Regions from separate parts of the Hordeum vulgare genome. Here region 1 is linked to region 2. A link is a contact called in public Hi-C data. All regions are on one chromosome and are shown on one strand. The core of a region is the stretch at or near the end of the contact, and the rest is flanking DNA. Distances in the headings are between cores, read along the strand shown.

Region 1 (7,039 bases), core at 1,548-4,047, 900 kb before region 2:
CCGGGGTGTATCCCCCTGATCACTAAAATTACCACGGTGCTATCGACTCTAGATGAGTTGGTAAAAAATAGTCTACTTAAGTGTGGAAAAGATTGGACATTGTGTTAACTTTTGTGCAAACATAGAAGAGGAGACAAGTTAAATAACCTATTTGGTTTCGTTTTGTCAAGAAAAAGGAACATAGATGAGCTGGTTGGCTAGTTGAGTTACCTCATGAGGGGTACAAGGATCAAATCCTCTTGTGTGCGCACCAATTTTTATATGAAGAAAATAAAAGAAACGGACCGGACATACTACGGTTTTTAGCACAAGGAAATAAAAATCGGTCCTAAAACAAATCAAGCAAAATAACAATATTATATGACACATCGGCATGTTTGCTAGTTCTAAGAATATGATAATAGTTATGTTACCCCGTTATGGCTAGACTAAGGCATGTGCCAATGCAAGTCTCTTAGCATGGTTTCATAGGCATTTTACTTATGTGACACTATATTTAATGAAGAGAGATAGTAAGATTGTATCTTAGCTAACATACAACTTTAGCACGTGACCATAGGCAAAAAAGAGATGCTAACCCAATCACATGCATGGAGAAGTCATAAATCATTAAATTTTAATACACCACATATATAAGATACAATGCATTATATAAGTTGTTTTTTATGTTTTTATTATGTGTATGATTACGTGCTAAGAGATGATGCATTGGCACATACCTATGGCACAAAAGGATGCGGGCACGAAGCCAGCTGCCACGAGTACCACGGGGTAGTAGGTAAAGCAATAATGTGAATTTCAACCCTTAAAGAGTAATAAGAGCAACTCCAATGGGGCGACCCATTTCGTCCGTCGCCGTCCGTTTGGGTCGGCGCGGACAAAAATGATGGCCCAACGCGCCGATCCATTGCCAAAACGCGTTCGCTTCGCGTCCGCGCCGATCCATTTCTCGCCCAAATTTGGGACTGAAATGCGTCGGCGCGGACGCGCGCATGCCCCCTCGGTGTCCGCCCCCAACCACCGCGGTCAACATAATTTATGACGGTCGCCATCCTCGGGCCCACGCGTCGGCGACCGCGGCTGGCCTTTTTTAATCCGAGCGTTCGGTGGGTTCCGCCATCTGCTGCCAAAACCCACCCCCGTCCCCATCTCGCCACCTCCTCGGCGACCAAGGGACCGAAACCCTAGCCCACCATGGCCGACGGCTTCCCAAACAAGGGCAAGGCCCCGCTCTTCCCCCGCGCCACCTCCCCGCCGTCGTCTTCCCACCGGCCTCGCCAGCGCGTGAGCGTCCCGGTGCACCAAGTGCGGTGGCACTAGGAGCAACACGTGCACTTCCTTACCCCCGACGTCACGCTGCCGCACGGCTAGCATCTGGATCCGGAGAGGATTCCGGTGCCGGGCGTGTCGCGGTCGACGCGGCTGCATGCGGAGGAGGTGACCAAGCGACGGTGTCTGCTGACGGCAGAGCAGCGACGAGACCCCACATACGCGGCCGACTCCCCTAACTGGGAGGTGTGGTTCGCGGTGGAGCACGAGAAGCAACGCCGCCGTGGTGTGCGCCAAGTGCAACCAGGAGGCCCTCCGCCGCCCCCGCCTATCGTCGACGACGAGGACCAAGAGGCTGAGGCCGCCTACCAGGCGGCGCTCGCTGGTGTCCTCCGCGACAGCGAGGAAGAAGCCTGACGCATGGTCGAAGAGGAGACGGCGTACCAGCAACAGGTCGCGGAGGCCATGGCACTGTCGGCTGCCTGCGACTGCGTCGTGCCACCTCCACCGGAGCCCGAGCCCGTGCTGCCGCGGGAGGTCTACCAGTGGACCGGTGTCGTCCAGGAGTTCGTCAGCGCGCCGCCCATCTGGCTGGGGCGCGTCCCTGCTGCAGGAGCAGGCCTGCCTCGAGCATTGGAGGTCGGTGCACCTGCAGGCGGAGCGCGTCGAAGGCCTGCGGCTCATGGAGCTGGAGAAGGAGGAGGAGGAGGAACGACGGGAGGCGGAGGAGGAGGAGTGTGCTCGTGCTGCTGCGCTGCCACCGCCACCACCACATCCCGCGCCGGCGGGGCAGACAACGGAGGCGCAGGCAGCTACGCTCTGGAACTCGACGTTCCCATGGGCCGCCCCTGCACCAACGTTGGTCGACCTCACCGGCCCCGACGACGACGACGATGACGCCTAGGGCTACATGGACGCAGTTTTAGTTTTTTATTTTATTTTTATTTAATGTAATGTGAACGCGACGCGTGAACTATCGCCGGCCTTCGTGACCGGTTTCTAATGTTTAATTATGTATTATGTCTTTTTTTTAGACAAAAAAGAGGTCCGGTCAGCGTTGTGCGCACGAGCCGATCCATTTGCGAAAGCAAACGTTCGTGTCCGCCTAACCGATTCAAACAGACAAAAAAGAAACGAAATCGCTGTCCTTTGGAGTGAATTCCTATTCAGGAAAGCTACCAGTAGTAGCGGACCATAAATGCGTTTGGAAATAGACGTATGTGCTGCTCTAGAATCACATACATTTGCATGCAGCGTGCACCTGAGGAGACGTGTGAGTTGTATGGACAGGAATTCTGGAAATACACCGGAGTATCTATGTGCGGCTCCTATAGGAAACGCACGGTGGACACGACCCGACCCGGCGGTCGATACCACACACTATCGGCGACCGCGTCGGCATGCAGCCCGTCATGACCGGCAATCCACGTCACCGTGGACCTTGGCATACACACACTCGCATGCCACGCCTACTCGGCAGGCTGAATAACATAACATTTCTGCCCTCTCTTTTTCTTTCTGTTGTTGCCGGGAAATCTTTCTGTACGCTGCCCGTAGTTCCCGCCAGCAGGAGAGAATACTACTCCTACACTAGTAACTCAATGAGCGCATTAAATTAAATTATTCTCCAACAACCTCTCGTGTTACACCTTAAATTCCTGCTGCTGCTGCCGCCTCCTCCTCCTCCCCCTTCCTCCTGCTTGATAAGACTACAACCATTAGTCCACCATTACCTTGATAGATGGAGGTGGAGACTGCGATGCCTACTCCGGCGGCCGGGCTGGACCGCGTGGGCTCTGCCGCGCGGGAGCCGAATCACACGGAGGCCTCCTCGCCGTCGCCGGCGGCTGGAGGCAGCGCGAATGGCGCGGCGACCAAGGTGCAGAAGGTCTACCGGAGCTACCGGACCAGGCGCAAGCTTGCCGACTCCGCCGTCGTCGTCGAGGAGCTCTGGTAAACAGATCCTTCCTACACACACACAAAAAAAAAAAGATAACATCACCACCGTGCCTGTTTCCTTTCTCCCATTTGGTCGTCTGACAATTTTGGCAAAGAAAATCGTCCAAACCCGTCTTTCTTGGGATTCTGCGCTTATTGCTGCCCTTTTCTTGCTTGTTAGTTGTTGCCCTCCCGTGAGACGCTGATTTTGGTGTCGGCAATGCCTGATTTGCTTCGTCCTGATTTTTTTTTATTTTTTTTTGGAAAGGAGGCCTCCGGCCTCTGCATCATTGATTTGTCTTGATGATGGTTACGGGTGCTGAAAATCAAACTGTTTTTTTTTTTTTGTTTGGATTGAATGAAGGTGGCAAGCGCTGGACTTCGCGCGGCTAAACCACAGCACCGTCTCCTTCTACGATGGCCCGGAGCCGGAGACCGCCGCCTCGCGCTGGAACCGCGTCAGCCTCAATGCATCCAAGGTCTTGCCGCTTTCCCTTTCCCCGCATCAATCGCCAGCGCAAGGCAGCTCACCATGGCCTTTCCCCTCACAAGAGAATGATTCTTTTGACTGGAATTCTCCTCGATTTTAACTCCAACACATGTTCATGAGCTTGATGCAGGTGGGTCAGGGTTTATCCAAGGATGCTAAGGCTCTTAAGCTGGCTTTCCAGCACTGGATCGAGGCTGTGAGTACAGAAATCCTACACATCAACTACTGATTTTAATCTAATTTTAGTAGTACTAGTGTTGTATTCGTTGCCTTTCTCCGCTCTCCAAATGAGTGTGAAAAGAATCAGCTTCGCAGTATCAGTTGACTTGGACTTTCCGTTAGCTGCGAACATCCATGATAAAAGCTCTACAGCTTTCACGGTTGACTTGGACTTCGGCTTGCAAAATTTTGAAATCCATCTGCCATCTTGTAGATTGATCCAAGGCATAGGTACGGGCACAACCTGCATTTCTACTATGATGCCTGGTCCCAGACCCAGGCTGGCCAGCCGTTCTTCTACTGGTAAGGAAATGACTGCCATTGTGTATATCAAAATTTGGTTGTTCAAATGAAATGAAGCAATCAATATGTAGCTGTCATTTTCCTGCGAGATAAGTCTGATCGATTTTGCACGAAAATTGATAGGTCCTTTTCTTTTTGCATATTCAGGCTCGATATTGGTGAGGGAAAAGATGTAGAGCTTCCAGAATGCTCAAGGGCTCTGCTGAAAAAGCAATGCATAAGATATCTTGGTCCAGTAAGATCATTTGCATAATGGATGCTATCTTTATTTGGAACGATACCGTTCTTACTGAAAATATTTCACTGAGAGCTGCATTAGAACTTCAGAGTGCTAAATAATATGTGGATCAATTGATAAAGGAGTTAAGAACAATAGTCAATACATTATTTAGTTTGTAAGTATATCTATTTAGTTAGAAAAGAGATAGCTTAAAATAGGAAAATATTGACAGTTTTTATGGAATGATATTTAGTTAGGCAAGAGATATGTCATTTAGTTGGTAAGGGTATCTCAGGTGCAAAGACAAAACTAAGCCAAAGAGCCTGCCTAACTTCGACAGGGATTGGGCCGTGCCAGCATCTACATGAGAACGAGTGCACTCTCCTCCGTCTCTGGACTTCTGCAGCCCGCGGCACATATATGTTTTAATGCTATTGCAAAAAAAAGGGCAGCCCGATGCACGTTGCTCCCGCTTGCACAAGGTCCGGGGAAGGGTCTTAATCCCATTGTAAAAAAATAAATACTTCCTCCACCCAGAATTGTAAGGCACGCGCGCGCACACACACACACACTTCTCAAATTTGCTGGTCAATAGTATGTGGATAACGTTAATACAAAAATTGGTATCGTTGGATTCATCCTAAAAGCACTTTTCAGTGGTATCAATTTGTACGAGACAATCCACATAGTTGGGCAAATCGTTGGTCAAAGTTACATCTTGGAAACGTGCATTCCTTCCTTATATTTCTGGAGAGAGTTATTGAAGATAAATTTTACTGCCAAAGTTCCAGAAGTCTTGAATTATGTTTAATGAGGTCATAGAACTCCCTAGCCTTTGCCATTTATACTTCTATTTGACTGTTCATCTTAACCACAATACACCCAACATGTTCAGATTTGTCATGACAAATTGCCACGTGAAAGTTTGGAAGAAGATTGTTGAGCATGAACTCTGTAACAGTTGTCTAATATTTTGCAGCAAGAGCGTGAGTACTATGAATACATCATTAAAGAGGGAAAGATTATCCACAGGGTATCTGAAGAAGCACTTGATACAAGCCAGGGCCCTAAAGGGACAAAATGGATTTTTGTTATGAGCACAGCAAAGAAACTTTATGCTGGGCAGGTAGTTTGATAACTCACATCATTATATTGCTGCTGAGCACTGTTATATCATGATTTGGAAGATCGCAAATTTTAACATGCTCCATCTTACCCCTCTTTTTACATGTGAGGTAAGGTAAGAGCTAATCAGATCACTAATTAATGGGATTAACGGCTCAGATCTATTATATATCTTACCTCTCATGTGAAAAGAGGGGGTAAGAGGGAGCATGCTAAAACTGCTCTTGGAAGATTAGCTTCACTAAATGTTCAACTTGTATGCTTATTTCTATATCCAGAAGGAGAAAGGTGTATTCCAGCACTCCAGCTTTTTAGCAGGAGGTGCAACCATAGCTGCTGGAAGGTTTACTGCAGAAAATGGAGTTATCAAGGTATTGTCGAGAACCACCATCCTATCTTAGTGCTACTATTTACACTTAGATATTACACTTGGTGAATTGTTACTTAAATATTGTATTTTACACATAGATTTTAGAAAAGGAGGATAACCCCGGCCTCTGCATCTTTGTCCCACAAGATCTAGCATACTCACAAAGTCACAATTTTGTTCTTGTGCTTTCTCCTTCGATGCATTGTGCTAATATGATGCTTTGGTGATCTCTTCTCATTTCAGTCCATTTGGGCCTATAGTGGACATTACAAGCCGAGTGGGGAGAACCTTAACAACTTCATGAGCTTTCTAGAAGAAAATGGAGTTGATCTGAAAGAAGTTGAGGTATACTATTTTTGGTCCAGTTAAATCTAATCACACTCCTATGTGTTACCAAATGTAAGACGATTCACTTAATCAACTTATTTTGGCATATTCAGGTGGGCTCATCCACCAAGGAAGATTACTATGAAGATCCAGTGCCTAATATCAAGCAGAACCCTGCTGCTGCTATGATGGCATCCAATACTCCACAATTGATTCTGCCTTCCAACATGGTAGAAGAAGACAAGGCATCTGGGCCATCTTCACAGACTGAAGCTGACGAGGACAATAATGTCCGTGTGGAGCAAGCAAGGCCAACCTACCAAAGAACCTTATCAGGTGGCCTGCAAAGTCCTAGAGACGCCGTCGTCTCGCAGGATGCAATTCTTGAGAGGGTGAATTCCAAGAGCAAGTCAAAATCCTATCAGCTCGGCCACAGGCTATCCCTGAAATGGAGCACTGGAAATGGTCCAAGAATTGGGTGTGTGAAGGATTATCCGATAGAGCTCAGAATGCAGGCGCTGGAGATGGTACAACTCTCGCCGAGGGCGTCGACTCCTCCGGCCTCGTGGAGGGTACCATCATGCCTCTCCCCCACCTTGCCAACGCCGCCGCTCATGCCATTGCAGGCATCCCTGCCCCAGCCAAGTTAGGAACTTGAGTTTAAGGCAATAGCTGTGTAGTTCTGCTGCTTCATATTAGCTGGGTGCCGCAAAGGTCACAAGTTTGCGCTTGCTGTTTTACCTAGTTCCATGAACCCGTTTGTAGCTCGGATGGATCC
Region 2 (7,400 bases), core at 4,623-7,122:
ACACAATTTCATCTATAAATTTTAGTGAGAGATCACCTTATAATGCTACCATCGTCCTAAGCAACATAAGGTGCATAGAAGTATTAACATCACATGTAATTCATAAGTGACATGATATGGCCATCATCTTGTGCTTCTTGATCTCCATCACCAAAGCACCAGCATGATCTTCTTGTCACCGGCGCGACACCATGATCTCCATCATCGTGCTGCCATCGAGGTTGTCGTGCTATCTATGCTATTACTACTAAAGCTACAACCTAGCAATATAGTAAACGCATCTGCAAATACAAACGTTAGTTTAAAGACAACCCTATGGCTCCTGCCGGTTGTCGTAGCATCGACGTGCAAGTCGATATTAACTATTACAACATGATCATCTCATACATCCAATATATCACATCACGTCTTTAGCCATATCATATCACAAGCATACCCTGCAAAAACAAGTTAGACGTCCTCTAATTTGTTGTTGCATGTTTTACGTGGTTGTAATGAGTATCTAGTATGATCGCATCTTACTTACGCAAAAACCACAACGGAGATGTGCAAATTGCTATTTAACCTCTCTCCAAGGACCGCCTCAGTCAAAACCAATTCAACTAAAGTCGAAGAAACCGACACCCGCCAGTCATCTTTATGCAACGAGTTGCATGTCAGTCGATGAAACCAGTCTCTCGTAAGCGTACGAGTAATGTCGGTCTGGGCCGCTTTAATCCAACAATACCGTCGAATCGAGTAAAGACTAGGGAGGGCAGCAAATCGAACATCAACTCCCATAAAACCTTTTGTGTTCTACTCGAGATGACATCTACGCATGAACCTAGCTCATGATGCCACTGTTGGGAAACGTTGCATGGGAAACAAAAAAATTTCCTACGCACACGAAGACCTATCATGTGATGTCCATCTACGAGGGGAGATTAGATCCACATACCCTTGTAGATCGCTAAGCGGGAAGCGTTAAGAAACACAGTTGATGTAGTGGTACAACTTCGTGATTCAAATCACCGTCGTCCCACGATCCATTCCGATCTAGCGCCGAACGGATGACACCTCCGTGTTCAACACACGTATAGCTCGATGACGATCTCGGCCTTCTTGATCCACCAAGAGAGACGGAGAAGTAGATGAGTTCTCCGGCAGCGTGACGGCGCGCCGGTGTTGGTGATGATCTATTCCTGCAGGGCTCCGCCCGAGCTTCGCAGAGGTGATCTATACATTGTTGATTTCACTAAAAACACAAACCTTGTACATGTCTGATTGTAAAATCATCTAAAGGTTGGCTATGGCATAGAAGGCTAGGACATGTTGGTATGCGTAATCAAGACAATCCTATCAAAGGTGATCATATTCTTGGTGTTAAAGATGTTATATTGGAAAAAGATAGACTTTGTAGTGCTTGTCAAGCAGGGAAACAAGTACGAGGAAGTCATTTCGTGAAGAACATCATGACTACTAGAAGGCCACTCGAGCTGCTTCACATGGATCTCTTTGGTCCCAATGCTTACAAGAGACTTGGTGGAAATTCTCTTGGTCTAGTCATTGTTGATGATTTTTCTAGATTTACATGGGTATTCTTTCTTGATGACAGGTCGCACGTACAATATTTGTTCAAGAACTTCGCTCAGAAAGCCCAAAATCAGTTTGAAGTGAAGATCAAGAAATTACGGAGTGACAAAGGATCAGAGTGTCGGGGAACGTTGCATGGGAAACAAAAAATTTCCTACGCACACGAAGACCTATCATGGTGATGTTCATCTACGAGAGGAGGTTAGATCTACGTACCCTTGTAGATCGCTAAGCGGGAAGCATTAAGAAACGCGGTTGATGTAGTCGTACAGCTTCGTGATTCAAATCACCGTCGTCCCATGATCCGTCCCACGATCCGTTCCGATCTAGCGGCGAACGGACGACACCTCCGCGTTCAGCACACGTACAACTTGATGACAATCTCGGCCTTCTTGATCCAGCAAGAGAGACGGAGAAGTAGATGAGTTCTCCGGCAGCATGACGGCGCTCCGGTGGTGGTGATGATCTACTCCTGTAGGGCTCCGCCCGAGCTCCGTAGAAATCCGATCTAGAGGAAGAACTACGTGGTATAGGTTTGAGTTGCATGTGGCAAAGTTGTGTCTCAAAGAACCCTAAACCACCAATATATATAGGAGGAGGGGAGGGGCTAGCCTTGGGGCTCAAGGGAGACCCAAGGGTGTCGGCCGAAGGGAGGAGGTGGACTTCCACCCTAATTCGGTTTGGGGGAAGGAGTCCACTCCTTCCTTCCCACCTCCCTCTTTCCTTTTTTTTTCTTTCCGTTGGTATTTTCCACTTGTGGCGCCATGGCCCTATTGGGATGGCCTCACCAGCCCACTAAGGGCTGGTGCGCCACCCTAGGGGCACTGGGCTCACTCCCGGGTGGGTGGGCCCCTCCCGGTGAATACCCGGAACCCATTCGTCACTCCCGGTACACTGCCGGTAATGCCCGAAACTTTCCGTGACCAAATGAAACCATCCTATATATCAATCTTCATTTCCGAACCATTCCGGAAACCCTCGTGACGTTCGTGATCTCATCTAGGAATCCGAACAACCTTCGGTAACCACACATATAACTCAACTATACTAAAACATCATCGAACCTTACGTGTGCAGACCCTGCGGGTTCGAGAACTATGTAGACATGACCCGAGACACTCCTTGGTCAATATCCAATAGCGGGACCTGGATCTCCATATTGGATCCTACATATTCTACGAAGATCTTATCGGTTGAACCTCTGTGTCAAGGATTCACATAATCACGTATGTCATTCCCTTTGTCCTTCGATATGTTACTTGCCCGAGATTCGATCGTCGGTATCCGTATACCTATTTCAATCTCGTTACCGGTAAGTCTCTTTACTCGTTCCGTAATACAAGATCCTGTGACTTACACTTGAGTCACATTGCTTGCAAGGCTTGTTTGTGATGTTGTATTACCGAGTGGGCCCCAAGATACCTCTCCGTCACACGGAGTGACAAATCCCAGTCTTGATCCATACTAACTCAACGGACACCTTCGGAGATACCTGTAGAGTACCTTTATAGTCACCCAGTTACGTTGCGACGTTTGATACACACAAGGTATTCCTCCCGGTGTCAGTGAGTTATATGATCTCATGGTCATAGGAATGAATACTTGACACGCAGAAAACAATAGCAATAAAATGACACGATCACATGCTACGTTCATAGTTTGGGTCTAGTCCATCACATGATTCTCCTCATGATGTGATCCAATTATCAAGTGTCAACACTTGCATATGGTCAGAAAACCTTAACCATCCTTGATCAACTGGCTAGCCAACTAGAGGCTTGCTAGGGACATTGTTTTGTCTATGTATCCACACATGTATCTATGTTTTCATTCAATACAATAATAGCATGGATAACAAACAATTATCTTGAAACAGAAAATATAATAATAACTATTTTATCATTGCCTCTAGGGAATATTTCCAACAGTTCCCCGTTGGCCGTCGTTGCCTTAGTTTGCTCGGCCACCCCACATCATCGTCCATGACGCCGTCATCATCATCGAGCAACGCCCCAACCTCGCGTGCGATCGGATTGATCACCCGCCCGCCACGATCGACTCCATCCTCGCCATGCAGCTGACCTGATCAAGTCGGTTGCATGCGCCTCCGCGGGTCTTGTGAAGGCTGTCCCGAGTATAGCGTGCCCCTCCACTGATCGAGCAACTGTCTGCCGCTGCGTTGCCCCATAGGGCTGCAGTGCCATCACCCAGTGGTTCTCCCAGCGGTTTCCCCGACCCGCGAGCCACCGCTACACCATCCCTTCGGGTTGTAGTGTAGCGGCACGCGGTCGTGGCCGTCGCTCGAGGCCTTCCGTGTGGCTGCACTGACCTGTGCACCACCGCTGCGTCGCCCCTTCGGGTCGTAGCATTGCGGCATGCGGCCTACGCCGCCACCCCGAGGTCTTCCCGCTGTCGCCCCGACCCGCACGTTGCCGCTTCGTCGCCCCTTCGGGTCGTAGCAATGTGGCACGCGGTCCACTCCGCCGTCCCCGCGCGTCGACTTCCTGTGGTATGCGCCGCGTCGTCTCTTTCGGCGCGGGAACGCCATCGTCCGCGCCGGTCTTCGTCATGCTGTCGGGCTCTTCCTCGCCTACTTCGAGCATCGCCGCCGCGCTCCTAACCAGCCGCCGCCGCCGCCATCAGGCCAGCACCGCCGCTCTCCTTTGGCACTGCTGCAACTTGCTCACCCGAGCCGCATCGCCCGTCCAGCTCCTTCATCTTCGTTCAGCAGCAGCTCATCGCCAGCGTCGCCGTCGTCTTCCCCAACCACTTCATCTACTCCGACCAATGCGGGCAACATGGACCCCCGCCGATTTGCACCGCAACCGTCGTTGAGTCGTTCTCTGATATCCTCTCGACATGGCGTGCAGGTTGTTCGCTGGTCCCCGTCTCCACATGCCCGGTGCTGGCAACACTGACGTGTGCCTTCGTCCCCGATGTGCTCCTAGGCCTGGCAAGCCTAGCGCGGAGCATCACTAATATCGACTTCGTTCGTCTACGCATGCGCGGTGATGGCAACATCGATGCATGCCTTCGTCCACGATGTGTTCCCGGGCTTGGCAAACCCGGCACGACGCGTCGTCAACTACGTCTCCTTCTCGACACATCACTACTTTGACACCACTACATCCACCCCTAACTCGGCGCCTCCTTGCGCCAGGGCTTCACGGCGACTTCCTCGACACCGGTTACCCCGACTCGACATCGACCACGACGTTCTTTGCACTGCTACCTCGACCGCGGCTACACCATACTACGCTCTCGGCTACCTCGACATCGGCACAAAGGGCTACCGCCTTGCTTGAGAAACCTCGTCGGTATCCACTCCAGCTACAACTTCCATGATGCCTCGACCATTACGACTGTGGGGGGATGTCCCTCGGCTTATCTTCGGATTCTTCTTCAGTCTCACCGTCTGCGTCGCTACCGCTGTGACTTCAGGGGGATCTTGAGTATATTGATTATTAGAAAATATGAGATAGACTAGGAATTGTCTTACCTTGCCTTGTACTCTAAGTTGATCATTGTACTTATATATATATATATGTCCATGAGGCTCAAGCAATAAAACAACCATTCCACCAATCCTCTATTACTTTTCAACATTTAACAGACACCGGTTTAACGTTGACTAATTTCCACCGTCACTCACTATGGCGGTAGCTTGTCTTACCATACACTAATAGACTATAACAATGATTTTTTTTTTACAACAGAAGTCAGATCGCGCTTAATTTCTGAAGAAGGATGGCCAGTACGACGTCAGCACGCTTGGGCTCACGGGAGTAGGAGACTACAATTAAGTTCAGAATGAAACAGGAACTCGTTCGGGGACGTAGCTCAGATGGTAGATTGCTCGCTTAGCATGCGAGAGGCACGGGGATCGATACCCCGCATCTCCACCCACCTTTTTGTGAAAAATCCTTGTCAATCTTTTTTTTGCTGACTCGCTGCTCGGCCCAGCCATGGGTTCCGTCGCTGACCCGCTGCGTGGCTTGGAACCTCACGCCTCATCATCTATCTCCCGCCTCGCCCTGCGTACTCAAGTCCACCCACCTTTTTGTGAAAAATCCTTGTCAATCTTTTTTTTGCTGACTCGCTGCTCGGCCCAGCCATGGGTTCCGTCGCTGACCCGCTGCGTGGCTTGGAACCTCACGCCTCATCATCTATCTCCCGCCTCGCCCTGCGTACTCAAGTCGACACGGTATCTTTCCCTTTTGCGCCGCTCCGCCCATCCGTCGCTCGCAAATCCGTCCTATTCGTATCTATCTATCTGCTGCCGCCGTCCGTAGTGCGCGCCCGGTGGTGGGAGGGTCACGGCCCCGCCCGCTGCAGCCACACACCCTTCCTTCCTTCCTTTCCTTGATGAAGGCCACCGATCCGCCCCCACCACCGCACCGCATCCCGTTCCCGACGGATAAAAATCCACGCGACACGCAACAACTTCCTAAATGCGAGCGCAACGGCGTGAGTGCGCAGCAGACGCAGATCCCATTCTATTAACACAAACCACACCACACCACACCACACCAGCGAGGGGGAGAACAGAGAAGGGGAGGGGGAGAGGCAGCGCCCACGCTCGCGCTCCCATCCGCCGCCAGCCATGGCGTCGGGGGTGTCCACGAGCATGGTGCTCACGCTGCTCGGCTTCTGCGTCAGCGTGCTCTTCATACTCTTCGTCTGCTCCAGGCTCGTCTGCGCGCTCGTGCGCCGCCGTCGGCGCCGCTCCCGGGCCTCGCCGCTCCCGCCGGGCTTCCCGCCCCTCGCCGCCAACTACTTCTTCGCCGTCCAGGTCGACCGCCTGGGGGGGCAGCCAGCGGCCGGCCCCGGCGCCGGGGGGCTTGACCTGGCCGCCGTCGCCTCCTTCCCCACCCGCGCCTTCTCAGCTGCATCGCCCTCCTCAGACTCCGACTCCTCCGACGCGGCCCCGCAGTAAGTGGCTGCTCCTCGATCTGCCTTTGCTCCGTCCAATCGCCGATTCCAATCTGTCCCCGTGCCATGCGCTTCCTTGCGTTGCCTGCCGTCTAAACTCTAAACTTGGAATCTACTCCTACTCCACTGTGTAGCGCCGTTTAGTCAGTATATCCCTCGTATTCACTGGAATTGCACTTCCGATGGGATTGTGTGTCTCGGTCGTGCAAGTTTTAGTTGATCCTTAGGCACTGATTTAGGGCGACCAGCGCTGCAATTATGAGCTTGTATCTGTGAGGGCGCACTCACTGATGAGTGCCGAAAGAGGGATCTCACCATCATTATTGTAAGGCAAGGATTAGTGTCATTGTCACTGTCTAGTTGGGTTCTTTTGGATACTAGTGCTGTGAGCACTGAATCCTCACATACATACATGCCAAATACTTTTTGGTTAGACTTCTAATATTAGTACCAAGGTGGGACTGGGACTGTGAAATCCCATGCTTCAGTTCCAACTTGCTCAATGATGCAAGTTGCTAACGCATCATTAGCTAACATGAATTTGGTGTTTCTTAACAACTTTACCATAGACTATATTATGTGGATAAAGAATTGTTGAGCTTTGCCCGGCGTTAGTTGTTATAAACATACTGCCTAAAAGGATAGTTATCCTAGGTATATACTACCCACCATTGTCCTCAGTAACCTTTGGCAAGTATTTGCATTCTTCTAACCACTTCTCAGTGTGAGTATTTGAGATGGATCCCCTCTTGTAGAAGTGAAGCTGTCCTTGAGAGTGTTTTTAGATTCTGTTAGTACCATAGGAAATGTCCTTCAGCATGTTGGTGCCTAAGAAAAAACATGTGACCTTTTTAGTACCAGAGTCCTGGTTACGGTGTTTAACTGGGATTGACTAT

Evidence for each region. A called contact is a pair of places that touch in the nucleus more often than the background predicts.
Region 1: a Hi-C map of leaf shows a contact between it and region 2, with 4 times the contacts expected there. The contact joins the promoter of LOC123395893 here to the promoter of LOC123452635 in region 2. A contact is called at or near these places in 2 of 6 Hi-C or Micro-C datasets (leaf and seedling).

What each region holds. Positions count from the first base shown.
Region 1 is chr5H:285,824,913-285,831,951 of MorexV3_pseudomolecules_assembly, reverse strand. LOC123395893 (IQ domain-containing protein IQM3-like) reads left to right here and starts at 2,797. Exons shown (of 9, transcript XM_045090921.1): 1 at 2,797-3,222; 2 at 3,572-3,686; 3 at 3,828-3,893; 4 at 4,131-4,219; 5 at 4,367-4,454; 6 at 5,419-5,565; 7 at 5,843-5,935; 8 at 6,178-6,279; 9 at 6,375-7,039. The coding sequence starts at 3,011. The coding sequence ends at 6,911.
Region 2 is chr5H:284,928,240-284,935,639 of MorexV3_pseudomolecules_assembly, reverse strand. LOC123452635 (RING-H2 finger protein ATL67-like) reads left to right here and starts at 5,872. Exons shown (of 2, transcript XM_045129333.1): 1 at 5,872-6,504. The coding sequence starts at 6,176.